Linked DNA regions of Ovis canadensis: region 2 is linked to region 1. Evidence: chromatin contacts called from public Hi-C data. All regions are on one chromosome and are shown on one strand. The core of a region is the stretch at or near the end of the contact, and the rest is flanking DNA. Distances in the headings are between cores, read along the strand shown. Region 1 has its middle 62 kb from the start of ABHD17C. Region 2 holds the start of CEMIP (cell migration inducing hyaluronidase 1).

Evidence for each region. Hi-C and Micro-C count contacts between places; a contact is called where the count stands out from the background.
Region 2: a Hi-C map of fibroblasts shows a contact between it and region 1, with 5 times the contacts expected there. The contact joins the promoter of CEMIP here to the enhancer-like site in region 1. A contact is called at or near these places in 2 of 2 Hi-C or Micro-C datasets (fibroblasts and lung).

What each region holds. Positions count from the first base shown.
Region 1 is chr18:40,110,134-40,114,530 of ARS-UI_OviCan_v2, forward strand. No RefSeq gene overlaps it. Among named protein-coding and RNA genes, the nearest start is that of ABHD17C, 62 kb to the right of the region's middle. Within about 2 kb of position 2,123, the one cell type or tissue checked has open chromatin away from gene starts, as enhancers often do. A contact at or near this core is called in fibroblasts, where this site is marked.
Region 2 is chr18:40,265,222-40,269,618 of ARS-UI_OviCan_v2, forward strand. CEMIP (cell migration inducing hyaluronidase 1) reads left to right here and starts at 2,121. Exons shown (of 28, transcript XM_069559650.1): 1 at 2,121-2,360.

The sequences.
Region 1 (4,397 bases), core at 873-3,372:
CACCAAAGTCCGTGCTCTGAGCTCCTGCCTTCAGTGTGTGTGTGTGTGTGTGTGTGTGTGTGTGTGTGTGTGTGTGCAGTCACTAAGTGGAGTCTGACTCTTTCCGACCCCATGGACTGTAGCCCACCAGGCTCCTCTGTCCTTGGAATTCTCCAGACAAGAATGTTGGAATGGGTTGCCATTTCCTATTCCAGGAGATCTTCCTGACCCATGGATCGAATCCATGTCTCATACATTGGCAGGCAGATTCTTTACCGCTGTGTCACCTGGGAGACATTCAGTGTCTGAGGGGTCAAACTCTGCCCCCAAATCCATGAGTTCTGATTCCGACAATCCTTGCAGCCAGAGGTCATCGGACCCACCACTCTCTTATCACTCACATAATTTCTGCTAAAGCAGTGAACTCATTGCCTCCCAAGGTGGTCGGTTGGGTTCTGCTCAGCAAACATTGTGAGGTGAGCCTTCCCCATGCAAGTTCAAAGCTATTATCCCTCCACCCATTCACAGTAGTTTGACTCTGGGACCTCATAGAACCACCTTTTGCAGGACGGCCCGTGGGATATCTGGAGACATTAATCCCTTTCTTAGGGTCTATCAGGACACAGAATGGAGCCCCGGGACTGTCCAAGGGGCCAGCACAGAAGTTGAATTGAGAGAGGGGACTGATCTTGAAGAGGTTATTGGCACTCAGAATTGCTGGAATGACACGTAAGGTCTTCCCAAATTCTCCATCTGCCAAATGGAGCCGAACTTAGACTTCTTCTGCCCTGGAGATGAGGACAGCAATGGCTGCTGCCGGAAGAGCAGTCCAGAGGCACGCCGAGTGACAAGGAAGGGCCGTAGCAGGGTGAGATGATGCAGCGGCAGGGCGGTCACCAGGCCTGGCCCATCCCTCACGGCATCCAAGGGCCCCCTTGTGGAAACACAGTGGCCAGATCTAAGTAGTGATTCCCAAGCTCTGATCCTGTCTGACCAGCTGGGCTCCCCATCTTAGATGGGATGGTTGTGACTTGCCTCTCCTCTGTTCCTTTCTCTTCTTTTGCTACTGCAGTCTCTGAAAAAGAGTTGAATACTGGGGCTTCCCTGGTGGCTCATGGTAAAGAATCCACCTGCCAATGCAGGAGACACCATTTCAATCCCTGATCCAGGAAGATCCCACATGCTGTGGGGCAACTAAACCTGTGCACCACGACGGCTGAGCCTGTGCTCTGGAGGCTAGTAGCCCCAACTCCTGAGCCATGAGCCATAGCTACTGAAGCCTGCCCACCCTCAACAAGAGAAGCCACCAAAATGAGAAAAGTACCCCGAACACCACAGTGAACAGTAGGCCCCAATTACCACAACTAGAGAAAGCTCCCAAAGTCGATGATGAATGGCATCAACAACTCAATGGACATGAGTCTGAGCAAACTCCAGGAGATGGTGAAGGACAGGGAAGCCTGGCGTGCTGCAGTCCATGGCATTGTAAAGAGTTGGACAAGACTGAGGGACTGAACAGCAACAACAGAGAAACCCCTTTCAGCAACGAAGACCAAGCAGAGCCATAATATATAAATAAATAAAATCATTTTAAAAAGCAACTGGATATGAGGATAGCAGACTTTCTCTGCAGAGGGCCAGAGAGTAAATATTTCAGGCTCCTGTGGGCCATACAGTCTCTGATACTACTCAGCTCTTCTAACACAATAAGAAAGCAGCCACAGACACAGGCACAGGTCAGTGGCTGTGGTGGTATGCAGCAAAACTTTAATTTTAGACACTGAAACTTTAATTGCATACCATTTTAATGTCAAGAATATTTCTTAATTTTTTTTCAAATATTTAAAAATCACTTGAAGCTTGCTAGTCACACAAAAATAGGCAGGGGTCCTATTTGGCCCAGAGCCCATAGTTTTCTGACCCTTGGTCTAGAATGTTTACTGATGCCAGGTGTCAACTGGGGTGAGAGACTCTGGACCATAGGATTTCCCAAGGGCTTTGACCCAGGACTCTGAACTTGAGCCATGTGCAGTTATATCCCGATGACTCTTCTGGAAATAATGTGGATCCTGGCTCCGCGTGGATCCTCCCCTGCAGCTTCTCTGCCCAGGGCTGTGCCAAGTCCAACATCAAGTGCCTCGTCATATCCGTTTGCGTCTTCACTTTGTGGTGTCACTCCTTGGACGGCTTGGCCTGCACAAGAGGAATACTTGACAACTGCCTGGAGCTTTGGCTCATTGCTGAAAAGGGGCCTGAGGGAAGAAATATGATCAAGAGGAAACGTGAAGGCTTCGGGACAATAGTAGTTTGACAGGAAGCCAGGCACTTGGGGAAGCAGGAATGAACAAAGATTTGGGGTAGGCCACTGAGTGGATCAGCTGAGTTGCTTCATTCATGTCCAACTCTTTGCTACCACATGAAGTGTTAGCCTACAGGCTCCTCTGTCCATGGGATTCTCCAGGCAAGAATACTGGAGTGGGTTGCCATACCCTCCTCCCGCGGGATCTTTTTAACCCAGAGATCGAACCCGGGTCTCATTATGTCTCCTTCACTGGCAGGCAGGTTCTTTACCACTAGCGACACTTGGGAAGCTCCAGTCAGTGGAGGATTCAGTACTTATTCTTCCTGGAGCTGAAAATTTCTATTTTCCCATCATAAAAACATTTCTTAAACTTGATGTACCTTTTTTTGAGTGCTGTGATGAGAGAGTTTCTAGTAAAAAAAAAAAAATACAGCTAATTTTAGTATCTTCCGTTGTTTGTAGCAAGTTGTTTTCTTAATCTGAACTTGGGGGTTTTGAGTTCTGTTAAATACTGTTATTTCTTTTAAATCCTTTGTTTGTCTTAGGAAAGTCCCAGGGCTCTCATTCCCGTTTGCGTGTTGACTTGCTCGCCAAAACCACTGTGTTCAATTCTGTTCTGTCCTGTTCTCTGTGCCACCTGGGGAAATGAAGACCACATGGTTAGAATGGAAGTAGCAGGACCAGAGTCAGAGGACAGAGGCTATCACTAACCAGCACGTCAAAGGACTCACCTTCTATGTTCATTGCTCCTTGCCCCAGGAACGGGCATAAAACTCCCCAGGCACTGTGTCATGAAGGTGGGTGAGAGGTACAGAGTAGACACAAAAGTCAGGTCTTACTGCTCACAGGAAAAGTCCAAGGTAGAATACGTCTCCTACATACAAACCTTCAAGCTGCGAATTTTCAAAGATGCTAATATGCATCACTGGATCATTTTTTCAAGAGGGTAGATAGAATTGAATCGAGCAAGGAATCAGAACCTCTGCCATCAATATCAGGCATGAGTGACATCTCAGCTTGCCCTCCATCTCCTGTTGCTGACGACCCTTCCGCTCCACCATCTCCCACCTCCTCTCCCTCCTCCAGTCAGTGACTCTTCTTGCCTGTTCACTCGATGCCAGCCCCTGTGTGCCAGCTGTGGTACTGTACTCCTGTACTTCTCAAGGTCCTGTACTGTAAGATTAAAAATATTTCCTTTATTTGTTGTGTTTGATTTTATATGTATTATTTGTGTGAAAAGTATTATAAACTTATTACAGTATGGTACTATACAGCAGAATGTGTTATTGGGTAACTAGGCTGACTTTGTTGGAGTTAGAAACAAATTGGACTTACGAACACGCTCCCAGAATGGAACTTGTTTGTATGTAGGGAACTTACTGTACTTTTGCCAGTCAAGTTCTGACCCACTCCCCAAGGAAGGAAATGAGACATTTCCAAGTGGTCAGCAGAGTGATTACGTGAACCACATGCTGAAGCCATTGTAAATATCTATTAGTTCACAGATTATGGGACACATTGATGGGTTCTGAGAACATGTGATTTCACTTATGTGACGTATCAAGTGTAATCAAATTAATAAAGACAGAAAGTAGGGTAGAGGTGACTAGGGCCTGGAGGAAGAGGGGACCAGGCAGTCAGTGTTTATTGGAGGCATAGCTTCACTTTGGGAAGATGAAGTTCTGAATATGGATGCTGATGACAGCAAAGTGAGTGTACTTAATGCCACTTAACAATGAATAAAATGGCAAATTTTATGTCTATTTTACCACAATGAAAAAGTTACCCATTCACAAAAGAAATACAGGGCTTCCCTGGTGGCTCAGTGGTAAAGAATCTGCCTACCAATGCAGGAGACACAGGTTCAATCCCCTGTCTGGGAAGACCCCACAGGCCAAGGAACAACTACACCCATGCGCCAGAACTACTGAGTCTGTGCTCTAGAGCCCAGTAGCCACAACTACTGAAGTCAGCCTGCCCTAGAGCCCATGCTCCACAACAAGAGAAGCCACTGCAATGAGAAGCCCGCACACAGAAATAAAGAGTAGCTCCCGCTCACTGCAAGTAGAGAAAAACCCACACAGCAGTGAAGACCTAGCACAGCCAAAAATAAATA
Region 2 (4,397 bases), core at 871-3,370, 160 kb after region 1:
GAAGGGATGCAGGGGCCCTTGGGTACATTCTATCTAAATTTGCTGGAAAGGAAAGGCTGGGTGGGAGAGAGGCGGGGAGGGGGAGAATCTGCCATAGTACCCAGCCTGTTACCTGTCAAGAAAGGCTGAGAATCCTGGTAAGGGACCTAGGGATGGTCAAGATCAGTCTTCTGAGAAAGGTCTGGAGAGGCAAGGTATTGCTTCCCTAGTTTAGTCAGGTAATTAAGGCTTCTGTGCCAGTGCAGAAAACACAGACACAGAGTCCAGCAGCTTCTGTCTGACTTCAAAGCCCAGACATGGATTCACAGTGCGATGTGTGCTGCCTAGAATGAGAACTGTACCTGCAGAGTCAGTTTTCACATTGCGCTGGAAAGGAAGGGAGAAAGGACTAGCTATTCTAGGAGGACTCCAGTCCACCAGGCGAGTGGCTGAGCTGTAAGCTCCAGGAAAGTGGAAGAGGTACAGCAAGCAGAGAAGGAGAATGGATGGCTCCAAACCACAGAGCAAGGTAGTGGCTGAGCTGGGAGAAGATGCCAGGTGCCCTAGGGCCCTGTTATGGGCTCTTTCCACTAGGACTGTTTCCTCCAGCAAGGAAATATCTAGACCAGTTTTGCCTTTTTGATCTGACCCTGGAGGGCCTCAGTCTGTCCAGTCAAAGAGCTCTCCCCCACATACAGGGAGGAGTTTAATTTACTGAAGACCTGCTGTGACCTAGGTACCTGCACTACTGTGCCCTCACATCCTATGAGTTGGTAAGGAAGCAACGCGTTTTCCTGATGAAGAAACTGAGGCCCAGGGAGGTTAAGATCCCTATGAAAGTGAAAGCGTTACTCTCTCAGCTGTGTCTGACTCTTTGCAACCTCATGGGCTGTAGCCCACCAGGCTCCTCTTTCCATGGGATTCTTCTGGCAAGAGAACTAGAGTCGGTTGCCGTTCCCTTCACCAAGGGATCTTCCTGACCCAGGGATGGAACCCAGGTCTCCCACATTGCAGGCAGATTCTTTACCGTCTGAGCCACCAGGGAGTGATAAGATCCCCATCCGCAGTCACATACCTAGCGTGTCTGACTCTGGTTTCAAATCAAGATCCCTTTGACAGAAAAGCCCACAGGTCTTCCACTTGGAGCAACTGCTTAATCTTATACTAGGATCTCTTTCTAAAGCCACCCTCTCCTTACCAAAGGCAAGCTTGTGTGCCCAACACACAATGAGGCCAAGCAAACCGAAATGTCAGAATTTGGTGCAAAAAAAGTCTATTGCAGTACCTCAAAACCTGAAACTCCGGGAAGAGTTTCAGCAAAGCATTTTTAAAGGCAAGGTGAGGGAAAGGGCAAGGTTGCTGGTTGCAGATGTCTTGATACAGTAATCTTTGTCCGCTGAAATCGGGTCACAGTGTTCCTATAAACTTCCAACAAGACAAATGTTACTCTCTCTTCTGAAACGTTTTCTCTCTCTATGCAAGAACAAGTGTTATCCTCAAAGGTCAGAGCCTTGAGAACGGGCTATCCTTTATATTTCAGGCTACAGGCAACACTGCTAAAGCAACAGAATACAAAGGTTAAAGCAAAAGAAACACATCTAATACGGACTCAGGTCTGTTCTTCCCTATTACACCCTGATAGGATTAGGAAAAAAAAGATTCTGAGACTTAATAACCCTGAACCTCGTCTCTCCGCGATTCTGTGCTAGGCGCTAGGCTTTCTCCGAGAGAGCCTCTTCCCTGGCTGGTTTGGAGTGGGGATTCAGGCCTACGCACCGAGACCCCAAACCCTCTGAGCACGGGGAAGAGGCTCTCGCGGCCAGCCGCTGCTGCTCCTCCCGTGTCCTGGGCTCCAGCGCCCTCACCTGGCTGCTGACGCCGCCGCCGGCGGGCTCCGCGCGCTCGGGCTCCCCCGGGCTCCGCGGGCTCGGGTCTGCGTCTCCCAGAGCGGCCGCCAGAGCCCGCCCGGGGCCGGCCGGGGCCCGGGGCCCCCGCCCGACTTGGGCAAGGGGGAGGCGAGCTTCAGCGGGGGGCGGGTCGGTGGCGCGCGGGCGTCAGGGGCCCCGGGGAGGAGCCAGCCTGGCGCGGCCGGCTGAAGAGCAGGCAGCACTCTATAAAAGCCGCCGCTCTGGAGGGCGGCCGGGGAGCGCGGGCGAGCGCAGCGCGGTGCACCCCGGCTGAGCCTGGCGAGGGCCAGCGGCGCGCGGAGCCGGCGGAGCTGAGCGCGGTCCGGGGCTGAACCCCGCTTTCCCGGACGAACTACCACTCGGCTTGCCCGAGTCCCGGGACATAACCGGGCCGGTCAGTGTGCCACCCGACCGCTCTGGCCGCGGCGCTTCTGGCCCGCGAGGCGTGAGAGTGTCTCGGCTACCGACCCAGAGGTAAGCGGGCCGGCTCGGCGCGCCGGGGCTGTGCGGACTGCCCAGCCTCAGAAGGGAGGGGAGATGGGGGGTTCGGCGCCTCCACCGGTGTTAGGGAAAGCGCACCGCGTCATGGGCTTGTTTGTCTGTCCAGTCTGTGCTGTGCTGTCTGTTCGTCTGTCTGTCCACGTGTCTGTTGATGGGCACACGTCCGCTGTGGGATTTCTCTGAGGTCGTGTGAGACTTTGCAAGGAGCAGGTGCCGGGGGGGCGCCAGTGTCCTCGGAGCGCATCCGGCGGGGAGCAGGTCCCCGTTTTCTGTAGAGTTCCCCGGTTCTGAGTGTCTCCGGGGAGATACTTGCTCCCCGAAGTGTCTCGTCGAGGAGTGACTGCTCCGAGGGTCAGATCGCGGAGTCCAGCTCACAGGGAGTCGGCTCACACCGAGCACTGGGGGGCGCGCGCCTGGCGACAGGTCTGCGCCCTGCTGCTCGGCTTTGAGCGCGGTCTTCCTTCTTGTTTCCCCTGCGCTTCCTGCTGCCTCGCCGCGCGCGCTCTCCCCGACGGCGAGAGGCACCCAGCATCGCTCTGGCACACGGCCGGTGGAGGTTAATTGAATGTTAGATGACAGGAGGACCCCTACTGATGTCTAGACTACGACGCCCAACCTGGCATCGCTGCAAGAGGGTTCAGCAGTCCCTGGAGAGGAATGTCAGCTCCGAGAAAGGTCAAATAAGGTTGGGAATAAAGACAGGGACCTGGCGGAGCCCAGGCCAGGGCCGTGGCCAGCTCTCCAGCTCGCCGCTCTGGGAATCAGGGCCAGAGACACTCTGGAGTGAAGCCGGCGGGACGCATGTGCTCCTGAGAAAGGAGCTCAGTGCGCCGAGGTCTTCCGCCGCAGACTCGCTGTCCGCGCTCTCAAGACCGCCGCGGTTCCCCAAGGGTCCAACACTACGGCCGTCCCAGGCGCGCCGCCAGGAGCCGGGTTTGAGGTCCTGAGTCCTACTTCGTGCAGCCAAGGCTGCCCACAGGTGAGAAAACCCTTTTAAAACGGAACTTTTGATGTGTGAGCCAGTGCCTGGCTGCTGGCTGGGAGCGAGTCTGTCTCTCCATTCCGGCGGTCTGGAGCGTGATCCCGGGCGCGCCCGGGGGCGGGAGCCGGCGGCTCTGCGTGCCCAGGCGCGGCGCCACCATGGACAGCTCCCAGCCGCTTCCTCCACTCCCTGTCGGTGGCCCTGGGTCTCCCGGGGAAGTGGCGCGGTTTTCCTTCCAGACTGGGAGAGTAGGGGTACAGGGCAGGTGGAGAGGGGCCGATGGTCTGCAGGAGCCCTCCGGATCCCGTCCCGAGGCGACGTGAGCCACTCAGGAGGATAAAGGAAGCCTGGGTGGTTTGTGACCCGTTCCGAGATCGCCCAGAACCTGAGCTCTTACCCGACTTTCAGTGTGGTGTCGTGGGGGCTTCTCTGCAGCACCACGGGGCCCTCCGAGGTGTTGTAATTGTGCAACGCACGCTGAGACAGTGAGATGATGCCACACCTAATTAGAGACCCCCACACTCCAAACTGTTTTAGGCGCGTGACATAGGATCATGTTCCGCTTTATTAAATTCTTTAGTAAATACGGTACCAGAAGGCGATACTAGTTTCACAGTTACGGGGACAGAATGGAGAAAAAGCACATAGATCACGTTTACAGAGAATGAGTTTGGATCCTTTTGCAAAAGCAGCTGTGCTGTTTTCCGAGCCCAATCGCTTCCTCCCAGGCGCATAACACTCTTAAAGAAGCTTCCATTGGTTCCTCTTTAGCCCAGTAGAGCATTTTGCAGTTGGTTGCCTGGAAACAGGCTGCAGAGAACCTGTAGGAGTTAATCTGGGCAAATTAAACATCTTCGTTCTCTGATAAGAAATGACATTGGCTGAGGCTCTTTTTGTAATTTTTCAGCTCTGTAGAAGATGTAGCTTCCTTCATCTTAACATTGCCAGAAATTCAGAAGATCTGCTTCTGTTTGTAGAAGGCCTATAGAGAGTAAAAACACTCAAGCATCTTTATTTATTTATTTTTG